Regions from separate parts of the Macaca mulatta genome. Here region 2 is linked to region 1. The links are chromatin contacts, called in public Hi-C maps. All regions are on one chromosome and are shown on one strand. The core of a region is the stretch at or near the end of the contact, and the rest is flanking DNA. Distances in the headings are between cores, read along the strand shown.

What was found. Hi-C and Micro-C count contacts between places; a contact is called where the count stands out from the background.
Region 2: a contact with region 1 is called in a Hi-C map of fetal cortex germinal zone, with 1.9 times the contacts expected there. The contact joins the promoter of LOC144335383 here to the promoter of NLK in region 1. A contact is called at or near these places in 3 of 14 Hi-C or Micro-C datasets (fetal cortex germinal zone, fetal cortical plate and liver).

Annotation. Positions count from the first base shown.
Region 1 is chr16:36,726,590-36,732,688 of T2T-MMU8v2.0, forward strand. It overlaps NLK (nemo like kinase), which reads left to right and starts at 4,811. Exons shown (of 11, transcript XR_013406223.1): 1 at 4,811-6,099. It overlaps LOC106993933 (a long non-coding RNA gene), which reads right to left and starts at 4,464. Exons shown (of 3, transcript XR_001440312.3): 1 at 4,287-4,464.
Region 2 is chr16:36,916,433-36,922,892 of T2T-MMU8v2.0, forward strand. It overlaps LOC144335383 (peptide YY-like), which reads left to right and starts at 1,468. Exons shown (of 2, transcript XM_077970585.1): 1 at 1,468-1,791; 2 at 2,116-2,340. The coding sequence starts at 1,604. The coding sequence ends at 2,332.

The DNA of each region.
Region 1 (6,099 bases), core at 3,561-6,060:
AACCTCTCTGTTTCACAGACAAAAAAAAAAAAAAAATTCACACTAAGATAGGTTAAGGAACTTACCCAAGGTCACACAGCTGGTAAGGGACAGATTAAGGATTCAAACCTATGATCTAGATTTGTGCTGTCTAACATAGTAGCTACTAGCCACATGTGGCTAATGAATTTTGTTTTCCTTTTTTTTTTTTTTTTTGAGATAGGGTCTCACTCTGCTGCTCAGGCTAAAGTGCAATGGCATGATCATGGCTCACTGCAGCCTTGACCTCCCTGGGTTCAGGTGATCCTCCCACTTCAGCCTCTTGAGTTGCAGGGACTATAGGCACATGCCAGCATGCCTGGTTAATTTTTTTTTTTTTTTAATAGAGATGGGGTTTCACTATGTTGCCCAGGCTGGTCTTGAACTTCTGGGCTCAAGCGATCCTCCCACCTTGGCCTCCCAAATTGCTGGGATTACAGGTGTGAGCCATCACACCTGGCCTCTTTTAACTTTTTAGTGTGACTACTAGAACATAAAATTTCATATGTGGCTCTCATATTTCTCTAGGACAGCACTGATCTAAACCATAAACATTATTAAATGATCATCAGACCAATGATTTCCCAGTGTTTTTGATAAATTTTTGAGCACAACTCCTCAATTTGTATATTCTTATTTATTCATAAATGCTATACATTTGTACTACTCTGTAATATTGTGTACATTATAAAACATTGACAAAATGGATATTTTAAAAATATGAAATAAAAAAAATAGAAACAGAAGAAGTTGTACTAATTTCTTCCAGGAGCCTAGTGGGTCACTTTGTGCACCCCCCACCATGGTGTGCACACATCATTTTGGAAATTCTTGCACCCAGAGAGACTTAGAGCTCCTGGGGGCAGAGATTTTAACACAGATTATCCCTGACTTATGATGGTTTGATTTTTCTAGTTTACCATGATTTGAAAGTGATGCCCATTCAGTAGAAAGTGTACTTTGAGTCCCCTTTCAACCACTCTGCTTCTCTTTTTTTTTTCTTTTTTCTTTTTTTTTTTTTTTTTTTTTTTTTTTTGAGATAGTCTCACTCTGTTGCCCAGACTGAAGTACAGTGATGTGCAGGCTCCGCCTCCTGAGTTCACGCCATTCTCCTGCCTCAGCCTCCCAGGCCGGCTAATTTTTTGTATTTTTAGTAGAGACGAGGTTTCACCGTGTTAGCCAGGATGGTCTTGATCTCCTGACCTTGTGATCTGCCTGCTTTGGCCTCGCAAAGTACTGGGATTACAGGCCTGAGCCACCGCGCCCGACCTCAACCATTCAGCTTTCATTTTCACTACAGTATTCAATAAATTATGAGATATTCAACATTTTATTATAAAATAGACTGTGCTAGATGATCTTGCAGAACTGTAGGCTAATGTCAGTGTTCTGCGCACGTTAAGGTAGGTTAGGCTATGATGTCCAGTAGGTTAGGGTATTAAATGCATTTTCAATGTACAATGGGCTTGCTGGGACACAAACACATCATGAGTCCAGGAGCATCTGTACATCTATCTCCTCTCACTCAGAGTTGAAGTTAGCACCGTGCCTAGATATAATCGGTGCTCAATACATGTTTGTGGAAGGAATAAATAACTCTTAATGTACAATTGTTTTCTCATGGGTTAGATTAATTTATTTATTTCACATGTATCAAGCACTTTCTATGTGTTATTATAGTAGTATACTAAGCGCTGAAAAAGAAAGTTTACAAAGACTAAGCTTCTTTACTCTAGGCCTGTGCTTCTTAAGCTCTAGTGTTTACAAGAATGACCTGGAGAGCTTGTTAAACAGATTCCTCCTCTCCTCCCCCAATTCTTTTCAGTAGGTCTGAGGTGAAACCAGATAATTTGCTGAACATCTAAGAAGCTTTTAGGGAACTACACTTTGGAGGAGAGTGCTGTGCACTGGAAAATTGGAACCATCTCAAATATTACGTGAGGGTGAGTGTTGAAGAGAATTTATATTGCATTTTCACTATTTGCCAAGCATGTTTAAACATATCACCTCATTTAACCCTTGTATCGACCTCATGAGTCATGTATTATTATTTCAGTTGAGACGACTGAGATTGAGAAAGGTTAGTTAAGTTGTCTTAAGCTACAGAGTAAGTAAATGGCAGAGCTTGGGTTTGTACCCACTTCTGCACTCAGTAATTCAGGCAAATCTGTAGCAAGTGTCTTCTTTTTTTGCCAGGCACTGTCCTAAGGAACTGGGCATACAACACTGAGTGAGACAGACAAGCTCTCTGTCCCTGGTCAAACTCAACAAGCACTTAAAATATAGATATGAGGGAGGCAGTGTCATGGAGATATACAACAGAAACATATACTCTAGAACAGAGTTAGAACTTTCCAGGAAAAAAAGTAAAATTTACATGAAGACCTGAGGGATGAATTAGAGCAGTGAAGGATGGGCGGGAAGTGTTTTGGGCTGAAGATATGCATGAAGGCTTGAAAGCATTCAAGGAGCTGCAGGAAGTTCAGAATGTCTGAAGTGTAGAGAGTGGAGGGGAGAGATAAGACCCTTGAGGTAGGTAGGCGGAAACCAGATCATGCCAGGCTATTTAGGGTACAGCCAGCCTTTTTTTTTTTGACAGGATCTCACTGTCACCCAGGCTGGAGTGCACTGGTGGGATCTCAGCTCACTGCGGCCTCTACCTCCCTGGCTCAAGCTATCCTCCCACTTCAGCCTCTTCAGTAGCTGGGACTAGAGACATGTGTACCACTAATTTTTGTATTTTTTGTAGACACAGGGTTTTGCCACATTGCCCAGACTGATCTTGAACTCCTGAGCTCAAGGGATCCACCTACCTTGGCCTCACAAAGTGCTGGTATTACAGTTGTGAGCCACTGCCCCTGGTCTCAGATTTGTATTTTTTAAAATTTACTATGCCCCCAGAGGGGGATGGATCAAAGGAGAGCTAGCTTGTAGGCAGGGAAATGGTTAAAGATGTTAGTGGTGTAAATTTGGGTAAATGCTGTGTGACTGGGAAGAAGCAGAAGTGAGAGGGATTTAAAATTGTTTAAGACTTGATGATTCAGCTTGGGCAACATGGCAAAACCCCATCTCTACAAAAAAATACAAAAATTAGCCAGGTGTGGTGGTGTGTGCCTGCAGCTACTTGGGAGGCTGAGGTGGGAGGATCACCTGAGCCCAACAGGTAGAGGCTGCAGTGGGCTGTGATCACGCCACTGCACTCCAGCCTGGGCAACAGAGACCATGTCCCTTCACCAAAAAAAAAAAAAAAGAAAGAAAAAAAAAAGACTTGATGATTGATTGATTGGAAGGGACAACGTGGACAGGCAAAGGAGGAATTGAAGATGACCTCCAAGTTTCTGAGTAAACTATGCAGTTTCGGTAGGGATAAGGTTCTGTAAGCTTATTATTTCACATTTTAAAAGAAGGGTAAATTCAGATAAATCAAGTGATGTAAAGGAAAGATGCTATTTTAGTAAGATTTCAATGACAGAAACTTACTTGATAGAAAATATGGGAGAGGCTGGAGGCGGTGACTCACGCCTGTAATCCTAGCACTTTGGGAGGCCAAGGTGGGAGGTGGGAGGATCTCTTGAGCCTAGGAATTTGAGACCAACCTGGGCAACATATTGAGACTCTGTTTCTAAAAAATTAAAGAATCAGCCGGGCATGGTGGTGCACATCTGTAATCCCAGCTACTTGGGAAGCTGAGGCGGGAAGATTGCTTGAGCCAGGAGTTGGAGGCTGCAACGAGCTAGGACTGTGCCACTGCAGTCTAGCCTGGGTGACAGAACGTAACCCTGTTAAGAAAGAAAGATGGAAGAAAAGTATTATTTTTGTGGCCAAGTTTACTTTTTTGTTTTAATTTGCACCAACAACTTTATCATCTGTTGACAGTGGAGTTCTGAATGCTGGAGATTCCTCCTCTTTTTGCCAAGATCAGGATTAACCATGGAGAGGACCGGCCGTAGACTATGAACTGTCAGTCTACTGAATTTCTTTTGTGACTGTCTTCTTGTTGAGTGACCTTGGACCTTGACTTTCTGAAGCTCAGCATTCCCTTTTTCTTCCCCTATTTTTGCCCCACACTTTACATCTTAAGTGGTATATTAGACGGCTCGGGGATCGGTGGACCAGTGGTGATTTGGGGTCCGCCTTCTTCGTCTAGGTCCCGCCCACTTTGAGACCCCACCCCTTTCCTAAGCCCCGCCCCTGGAAGAGGTTGTCTCGATATGACAGCAAATTCTCCACAATCCTGTCCTAGAGGAGCTATAAAGGGTGGGACTTACATCAATCTTTTTTTCCATTTGTCAGGTCAAGTGTCTATCTGGCCCAGGTGCCCGCATACTTCATTTTCAACCCAAGGATTGGTTACTCTGTTCTTTGCCTCTGGCTCATGATTGGTTCTTTCATTCCGCCCCTCTCTTCCAGCTTTTGCAGGCGGGATTAGCACGCAGCTTCCTGCTCCTGCCAAAAAATAAATAAATAATAAAAGAAGAAAAAAGAGGAGAGAGGCGAAAGAAAAATGTCACAAAGATCTTTGCTTTTTCATTGGCTTTAAGCCGTGTCGGTCAAGCCAAACTCTGCCTTTGATTGGTCTTTCTATCTGCCCATCCCGGATCGGGGGCGGGATTTCCCCAGAAGACCCACACCTTGTTGCCACTGGCCGAACAGTGCGCCTGTCTGAAGCTCCTGGCCCAGGATTGGAGGCGGTAGCGGACAGGTGGGCGTGGATTGGCTAGGGCAGCCGGTCAGTGCAAGGCGGGGGCGGGGCCTCGGCGGCTGGTTGCGCGTGTCCGCCGCTGGCTCCGGTCTATCCGGCTTTGCTAGGGGAGGTGAGTCCGGCCGCGGCGGCACCGGCGGCTGAGGAGGCGGCGGCTGAGGAGAAAGCGGCCGCGGCGGCTGAGGAGAAAGCGGCCGCGGGGACGGAAGCCGGGTGGGGGGGAGGGGGGGAGACGGAGCAGCCTTGAGCCCTGAGGGGCCGTCGCGCGGGGGACCCACCCGCTCTCCCCCCCAACCCTCCTCAGCAGAAGCAGCCGGCGGCGGGGGCAGGAGTCAGCCCGCTTCCGACCGTACTCCGCCCGCCTCCCGGGGCTCCTATTCTTTGGCCCCGGGACCCTAACCTTCTCCCGGGGCGGTTCCCGCTGTCTAGGCGTCCGAGCGCTGCCCACATCTTTCATTCTTCCTTGCACCTCCTTCCCTTCACTTTTGCCCTACCTCTCTTTCTCCTCTCTGTCCTGCTGTCGCCTCCTCTCCTCACTCCAGCCTCCTTCCCTGGCTCATTCTGCCCAGGAAAGTTTAGAACCCCCGCCCCCCCCTCCCCAATCAGGTCAACCTGACTAGGAGTAGGGGGAGATGTAGGAAGGCCTGAGAGTTCGAGGGGGGGGGGACGCTGGAAGCTGGTTTCCCAGAAAATTTCCCCCCATCTTCTCCATTTAGGGTAGTGGGAATTTTTTTTAATCCTGTTTTTGAGGAGGTGGTAGGTGTTTAGAAAAGGATGTGGGAATGGAAGGGGTAGATGATTCAACCCTCTTTCAAGATTCCAAGGGTGGTGTGTTACCTGATCCTTTTCGTGTGTGGAGTTCAGGGGGTCGGGAGGTTTGGCCTTTATTCCCACATTCAAAGTTGGAACCTCCCCCAAATTAAGAATGGAGTTTTAGTACCCACTTGTGGCAGGAATCCTGGGGGGAAGGGGTCCTTTTTTCCTTTTTCTTTTCTTTTTTCCTTTTTTTTTTCCTTTTGGCAACCCACACCCTTCCACACACGCTCACCCCAAAATTAAACACCAAGATCCTCTAACTTGTTTGGATTGACTGATGAAGACATAAAGCCAGTTACGCTCTATGTTTTTTGAGGTGGAGTGAGTGGTTTTTCTTCATTTTTAAATGGCCAAATGACAGCTTGACCCAGTTTGCTTTCCAATCAAAGGGCATTTATTTTGAATGTCTCTTTGTGGCGCAAGAGCCAACGCAAAAATGATGGCGGCTTACAATGGCGGTACATCTGCAGCAGCAGCAGGTCACCACCACCACCATCACCACCACCTTCCACACCTCCCTCCTCCTCACCTGCACCACCACCACCACCCTCAACACCATCTTC
Region 2 (6,460 bases), core at 218-2,717, 190 kb after region 1:
CCTCACCCTCCTTTTCCTGTTTGAATCATGGGTGACTTTGGCTGCTCCATCAGGGATTCAGTTTCCTCATCTGGAAAATGGAGATAAACTCAGCTCATTGTTTTGTGATGTCTGAAATTATGTACTACCTAGTGCACAGTAGGTGCTTAATAAACATGAGTCCTTTCCTTCAAAAGATCTGGGCTTCAGTGGCCAGTGGAGACTGCCATGGGCTGGGGACAGTGGCATGTGCTTGGGAAGCCTTGGCATCACTCAGGCCCAGAAGTCACCAGTACCCTGATTGACACCTGCATAGGGGTGGGGACATTGCCTGGGGAGGGGGCTCTATGCCACACATGGCTGGACCGGGGTCTTTGTGTGCCAGGCTGGATGCACAGGTAGCCGACTCAGCTGCTTCTGGTGGGGGGACTGGCTTCTGCCTCCTCCTGCCTCTTTCCCCAACTCTTTAATGGAGAGAGAATATAATGGAGTGTTCAGAGAGGTCTCTCCCCCAGGATACCATAAACTACAGGTCAGGAGCCAAGGTCAGGTGCTCCCACCCCTGCCTCCAGGAGAAAGACTTTCCCCCAGAGGTCCTGTCACTCCTAAGCCCTTCTCCAAGGTATTACTGAGCAGAGGCTGAAAATGATTGTGTTTTGGAAAGAGTGGTCACAGATCCCACAGGCTGGAGGAAATGTGTCCACCCTCCCACCCTCCACTCCCACCCGCGAACAGGCTAAGGAAGACAGAATCTCATCCCTGGTCCTAGGGGCTGCCCCAGGAGTCTAGGTCCAACCACTTCACTTCCTCAGGAGGCTAGACCTGCCCCCTGGGGGCGCGGGGAGGGGGGGGCTGTGGGCTGAACACAGGATTTAGGCTAGGTACCCCATCCAGTGGGACCCCAAATTTGAGCATGGCAGCTGCCCCCTCAGCTCCTGTGAGGTGGAGACGTCACACACTGGCTGGGTGTAAGCTCAGCGATCTGGCGAGACTGGAAGGAAGAAGAAGGGCTCACCGCCTGCTGGGTCTCCCTCCCCGTGGGACTCCTTTTCCTTTCCAGGAGCGGATATAAGCCCGGAAAGGAAAGCCCTGAGCAGAGGAGGACTCAGCTTGACCTGACCCAGTGCAGCCCTTGAAACTTCCCTCGCCTTCTACCTCCTGCTCATCTGCTTCATAAGCTGTCGCTGTGAGCGGCTGGGGGCTCAAGCATGGTCTGGTACCAGGAAATCCAGGCTGTTTTGTGGGGAAACTAAGGCTGGAATGGTGGAAGCTGGGGGTGAGTGGTGGGAAACTGGATTGGAGGGGGCCATTGGAGGTGGGAAGGAGGCCCGGGAGTCCCCGGGAATCCCGTTGCCAGCACAACCCTCTTCTCTAATTTACCTCTCTGGCAGCAGCGGTGCGGGGGCGGTTTATGTCAGGCAGGGCTTATGTCCCTCTGACAGATTAGGAAACTGAGGCAGGAGACGGTGCAGTGCCGGAGAACACACGGCAAGCTGGTTGCTGAACCTTGATCCGCTACCAGCCCCAGGGAGAGCGCCGGAGCGCGGCCCCGACGGCAGCCGCAGCCTCCTGCCGTGGAGGATCGAAGCTCAGAACGACCCACACCCCAACGTCACCTTCCCAGATGGTGTCGGTGCGCAGGTCGTGGCCTACCATGGCCACAGTGCTTTTGGCCCTGCTCGTCTACCTGGGGGCGCTGGTCGAGGCCCACCCCATCAAACCCGAGGCTCCCGGCGAAGACGCCTCCCTGGAGGAGCTGAGCCGCTACTACGCCTCCCTGAGCCACTACCTCAACCTGGTCACCCGGCCGTGGTGAGCGCAGGCGCGGGGTGGGCCGAGCGGGACCCCTGGGGCTCTCCCCCTGCGGCCCCTCTCCACCGGGGGCGTGGTCAGATCTGACCACGCCCTTCCAGGCCCCGCCCCCAGGCATGGGAAGACAGCCCGGACACACGCCTCTCCAAAACGTTCTTCCCAGACGGCGAGGACCGGCCGGGCAGGTCGCAGTAAAAGCGCCCCCGTCAAGTCACATAACATCCTGCCTCCGAGAGTGCGGTCTGGCCCCACCCTGGTACATCACTTACGACGTCTCCCAGGCTCGCCTCCCCAGATCGGATTCCTTTCCCTTCACTCCCGCAGGCCGGAGGCGCAGACCTGTGGTGAGGACCCCCGAGGCCTCCTGGGAGATCTGCAGACCACGCCCACCTCATTTGCATGTTCACTCCCGACCCCGGAAACCCGGATTCCGCCTCCCGACGGCATCTGGGCAGGGATCGGGTACCGCAGTCCTGCGTCTCGGTGCCCTCGCCTCTTGAGCTGCAGGGCTGTGTGTGGTCCTTCCCTGGTCCCAAAATAAAGAGCGAATTCCACAGAAACGGAATGTGTGCCTTTGTATTTCCTTTCCTTTCCCTTCGTGGAGGTCTCGTGGAAGTGGAGGGTGGAGGCGTGGGGACCAGAGGAGCGAAAACCGACTCGGATAGAGGCTGGGGCGGGAGCGGGGGTTCCCTCTGCTGGGAGCCCAAGGAAGACTCGACCACCCAGCCTGGGGCTGGATAGCGCCCAGACCAGGGACTGCTGTGGAAGGAACTCTAGTTGAGTTGGGGCAGGGATGGATGGGGTTCTGGAAGAAGGGGCAGGGAGCGTGGACAGGAGCCTGCTAGGCAGCCTAGCAGAGTAGATGGGGACACGGCTGTCCCTCCCGCACCCAACCCCGTGAAACCAAGGACGGCTGGGGCTGGGCCGGGCACCAAGACCTTGGGGCGCTTCCCTAGGAGCTGTATTAGTAGCGCCCAGGACTGGAGTGGCTGGCGGTGGCGTGGTCCAAGATGGGGCTGTGGAGGAAGAGCCGTGTGTGTGTGCTGGCGGGAGAGGCAGGTAATTTCTACCGTCCCCCTTCCCCGAGCAGAGCAGCAATGGGGAATGTGGAGGCTGCCCGATCGCTAAAAAACTGCCCTTTCTCATCTCATTGAATTCACACTCAGTGGATAAGTCACGAACTGTGCTTTCCTAGTGACAAGGCCATAGGGACACCCTCCCATGTACCGCCCCCACCTCCCCTGGACTAGATACTGAAACCTAAAGGCGCTGTGGATGTTTAAACTCACCCTTCTGCACCGATTCCAGAGTCTGCCTATAGGGTGATCTTCCCTGACATCCACCCTTCCCTGCCCCTTTCCTCCAAGAAGCTTGCCTCGATTGCCCAATTGCACTCTTCCTGCCTCTCTGGCTGCCCAGCTCTCAGGGCCTCTGCTCTATTCACTGAGAGTTTTGTCTATGTCTCTGTGTCCTGTCTCCCTCCTGGGGCCTCAGGAAGGAAAGGCCTATGTCTCCTTCCTCACATGCAGCCTCCTGTATCTATGGGATGTCTCCTGGGCTTCTAGTTCAGCAAGACCTACCCAAATCTGGCAGGGGACTAGGAGATGAGGGGGAGAATCAGGTTGAGGCCAAAGCCTTTGACCCAGAGAGGGTAAAAAGGACAGGAAGACTGCAGGCATCCCTGCGTGGACCAGGATTTTGAAGTACTGTTTGCAGTTCCATGGCTCTGGAAGAATAGAAGACTCTAAAGCTGACTCTGCCGTAGCTGCAGAGTAGGTCCCTGCTTGGACACAGGTCCCCAGGGGGCCACAGGGCTCTGACACCCACCCTTCCCTGTGCTGCCCTCCAGCCTCCCTGGAGGTAGAGCTGAAAGGGTGAGGCTGAGGAGGCAGGTGTCGGTCAGTGGCTGTGTGGATTCTGATGCTCCATGCCTTTGCCCATGCCACTCTCCCTGCTTGCAGAGAGCCCTTTCCCTCTCTTCAGCCTGGAAGATACTCTCAGGATAGTGGTCACCTCCTCCCAGAAGCCTTGCCTGATTTCCTGGGGAGGGAGTTAGTTTCTCTGGCTGCCTCTCCCCACTCATTATCTTAGACCCACTTTCCATCCCATTTTGCTGCCTGTCTTCTCTCCTGAGATAGTACAGGTGGGATGGGAGCACACAGTGGCTACCCGGAGCTTCAGCTCATTGTGGGGGTGGGGAGTGGGATGACGTGTCTGTGTGTTGGTGTCCGTGATCCCCTATCTATTGGTCTGCCTGGGAAAGCTGTATTCAGTTTAAGGTGGATGGAAGAGAGACCTGGTATGAATTACGCTTGACCGCAGACAATTTCTGCGCAGCTGGACGTGTCTCATTGACCATCAGTGACATGGGTCCTCCTCATGTTCATTTTGAGGAGTGTTGAGCAGTTTAGGGTAATAATATTAATAACTACTATTAGTATAATAATAATGAAATAGCAATAACTACCTTTCCAAAAAGCACTTATTTATATTCTAGACGCTGAGCTGTTCATTTTACATATACGATATTACTAGGATATTGATTTGGTTTAAAAAAAAAAACAGATGGAATTAACAGTGACTTAAACAGGATGGAAATTTATTTCTCTTACCTGAAATGCAAGTGACATCTGGGGAGCTGGCAGCTCTGCTCTATGAAGGCATCCAAAAGCCCAGGCTCCTCATTTGTGGCTTCACCATGCCCTCATCTACGTCATTTACAGGACTGAAGACAGCCCGCCATGATCTCATCTGGGTTCCAGCCAGTGGCAAGTGGGAGAAGGGAGAGGGCAGGTGCTCCGGTTCCTATGTTGTATAATAAGTTACCCTAAAACTTGGCAGCCTCAAACAACCATTGTATGTCACTCATGAGTTTGTGGGTCAGGAACAGGAAGCGCTCACCTCAGCAGTTCTCACTTTGAGTCTCACATGCGAATACAATCAGAGGTTGGCAGATCTGCAGTTATCTAAATGATCCACCGCGCTGATGCCTGAGAAGGCTCACTCCCATGCTGGTGCTGGTTGTTGAGTTCAGCCATGGCTGCTGACCGTCGTACCTACATGTGGGTTCTCCAGCATGATATTCTTGGGGTAGTTGGATTTACATGATAACTGGCTTCCTGCTTATTTCCAGAGAATTGGATGAAGGTGGCATTGCTATTTAGTTTGCTAGGGCTGCCATAACAAAGAATCCCAGACTGGGTGTTTAAACGACAGTTCTGGAGGCTAGCCGTCTGAAATGAAGGTGTTGCCAGGGTTGATTCCTTCTGATCTATTCCAGGCCTCTCTCCTTGCCTTGAAGATAGGTGTCTGAGCTGTGTCTCTTCACATCGTCTTCCCTCTATGCATGTCTGTTTCTGTACCCAAATTACCCTTTTTATAAGGAGACCAGTCCTACGGGATCAGGAGCTCACACACTGTAGAATGACCTTATCTTAACTAATTAGATCTGCAGTGATTCTCTTTCTAAATAAGGACACATTCTGAGGTAGTAGGAGTTAAAACTGCATCATATGAATTTGGCGGGGGGCGGGGGCATGCAATTTAACTCATAACAATTGCTTTTTGTGACCCAGCCTCAGAAGTCACATGGCATCATACCCCATACTCTGTTCGTCAGAGCAATCACAAGTGCACACATATTCAAGAAGAGGGGACATAGGCCCCACTGTAGAATCACACATGAGATAGGAGATATTTTTGTGGTCATCTTTGAAAAATATAATCTGCCACAGGCAGGCACATCCATTCCTAAAAACCAAAAGGCAGAAATCACTTTAACTTTCAGCCTATTGGTTAAAGCCTAGTCTCATGGCCCCACTTAGCTGCAAGGACAACCTACGAGATGTCTTTAGCTGAGTGTCTGTGTGCCCATCTCCAGCTCTTTGTTTAAAAACATTTTTATTTATAAATGGACTTTTTTTGTTATATAGCAAACCTACATATGTACCATCTCAAGCTCTCTGATGATGAAAGGAGAACGTGGATATTTGGGCACCTAGCATTATCCGCTAGAAACATGATGTCCTTTGGATGTCATCTAGAAGTCATTGGTCCTATCTCTTCATTGAGACTGAGACAGGAGAATCACTTGAACCCAGGAGGCAGAGTTCGCAGTGAGCCGAGATTGTGCCACTGCACTCCAGCCTAGGTGACAGAGTGAGACTCTGTCTCAAAAAAAAAAAAAAGAAAAAGGAAAAAAAACTCAAAAACAAAAAACCGTCTTGGCCAGGTGCAGTGACTCACTCTTGAATTCTAGCACCTTGGGATGCTGAGGCCGGTGGATCACTCGAGCCCGTCTCTACACAAAATAAAAAAAAAAAAAAAAAAAAAAAAATTGTGGTGTGGTGTGGTGGCACACACTTGTGATCCCAGCTACTTGGGAAGCTGAGATGGGAGGATCCCTTGAGCCAGGAGGCAGAGGCTATAGTGAACATGATCATGCCACTGCACTCCAGCCTGGGTGACAGAGTAAAAGCCTGTCTCGAAAAAAAAAAAAAAGCAAGCCATCCCCCGGCTCCGGCTCCTCATGCAGCTTGGACTTCCTTGCAGAACTCTTGCTTCCTCATCTCCACCTGCTGCCCCCACTGCCCCCACCAGGCCCAGAACAGATGTGCAATAAATGACCACTCATTGGTCATTAACTGAAAGCAGCCGGGATTGCAGTCAG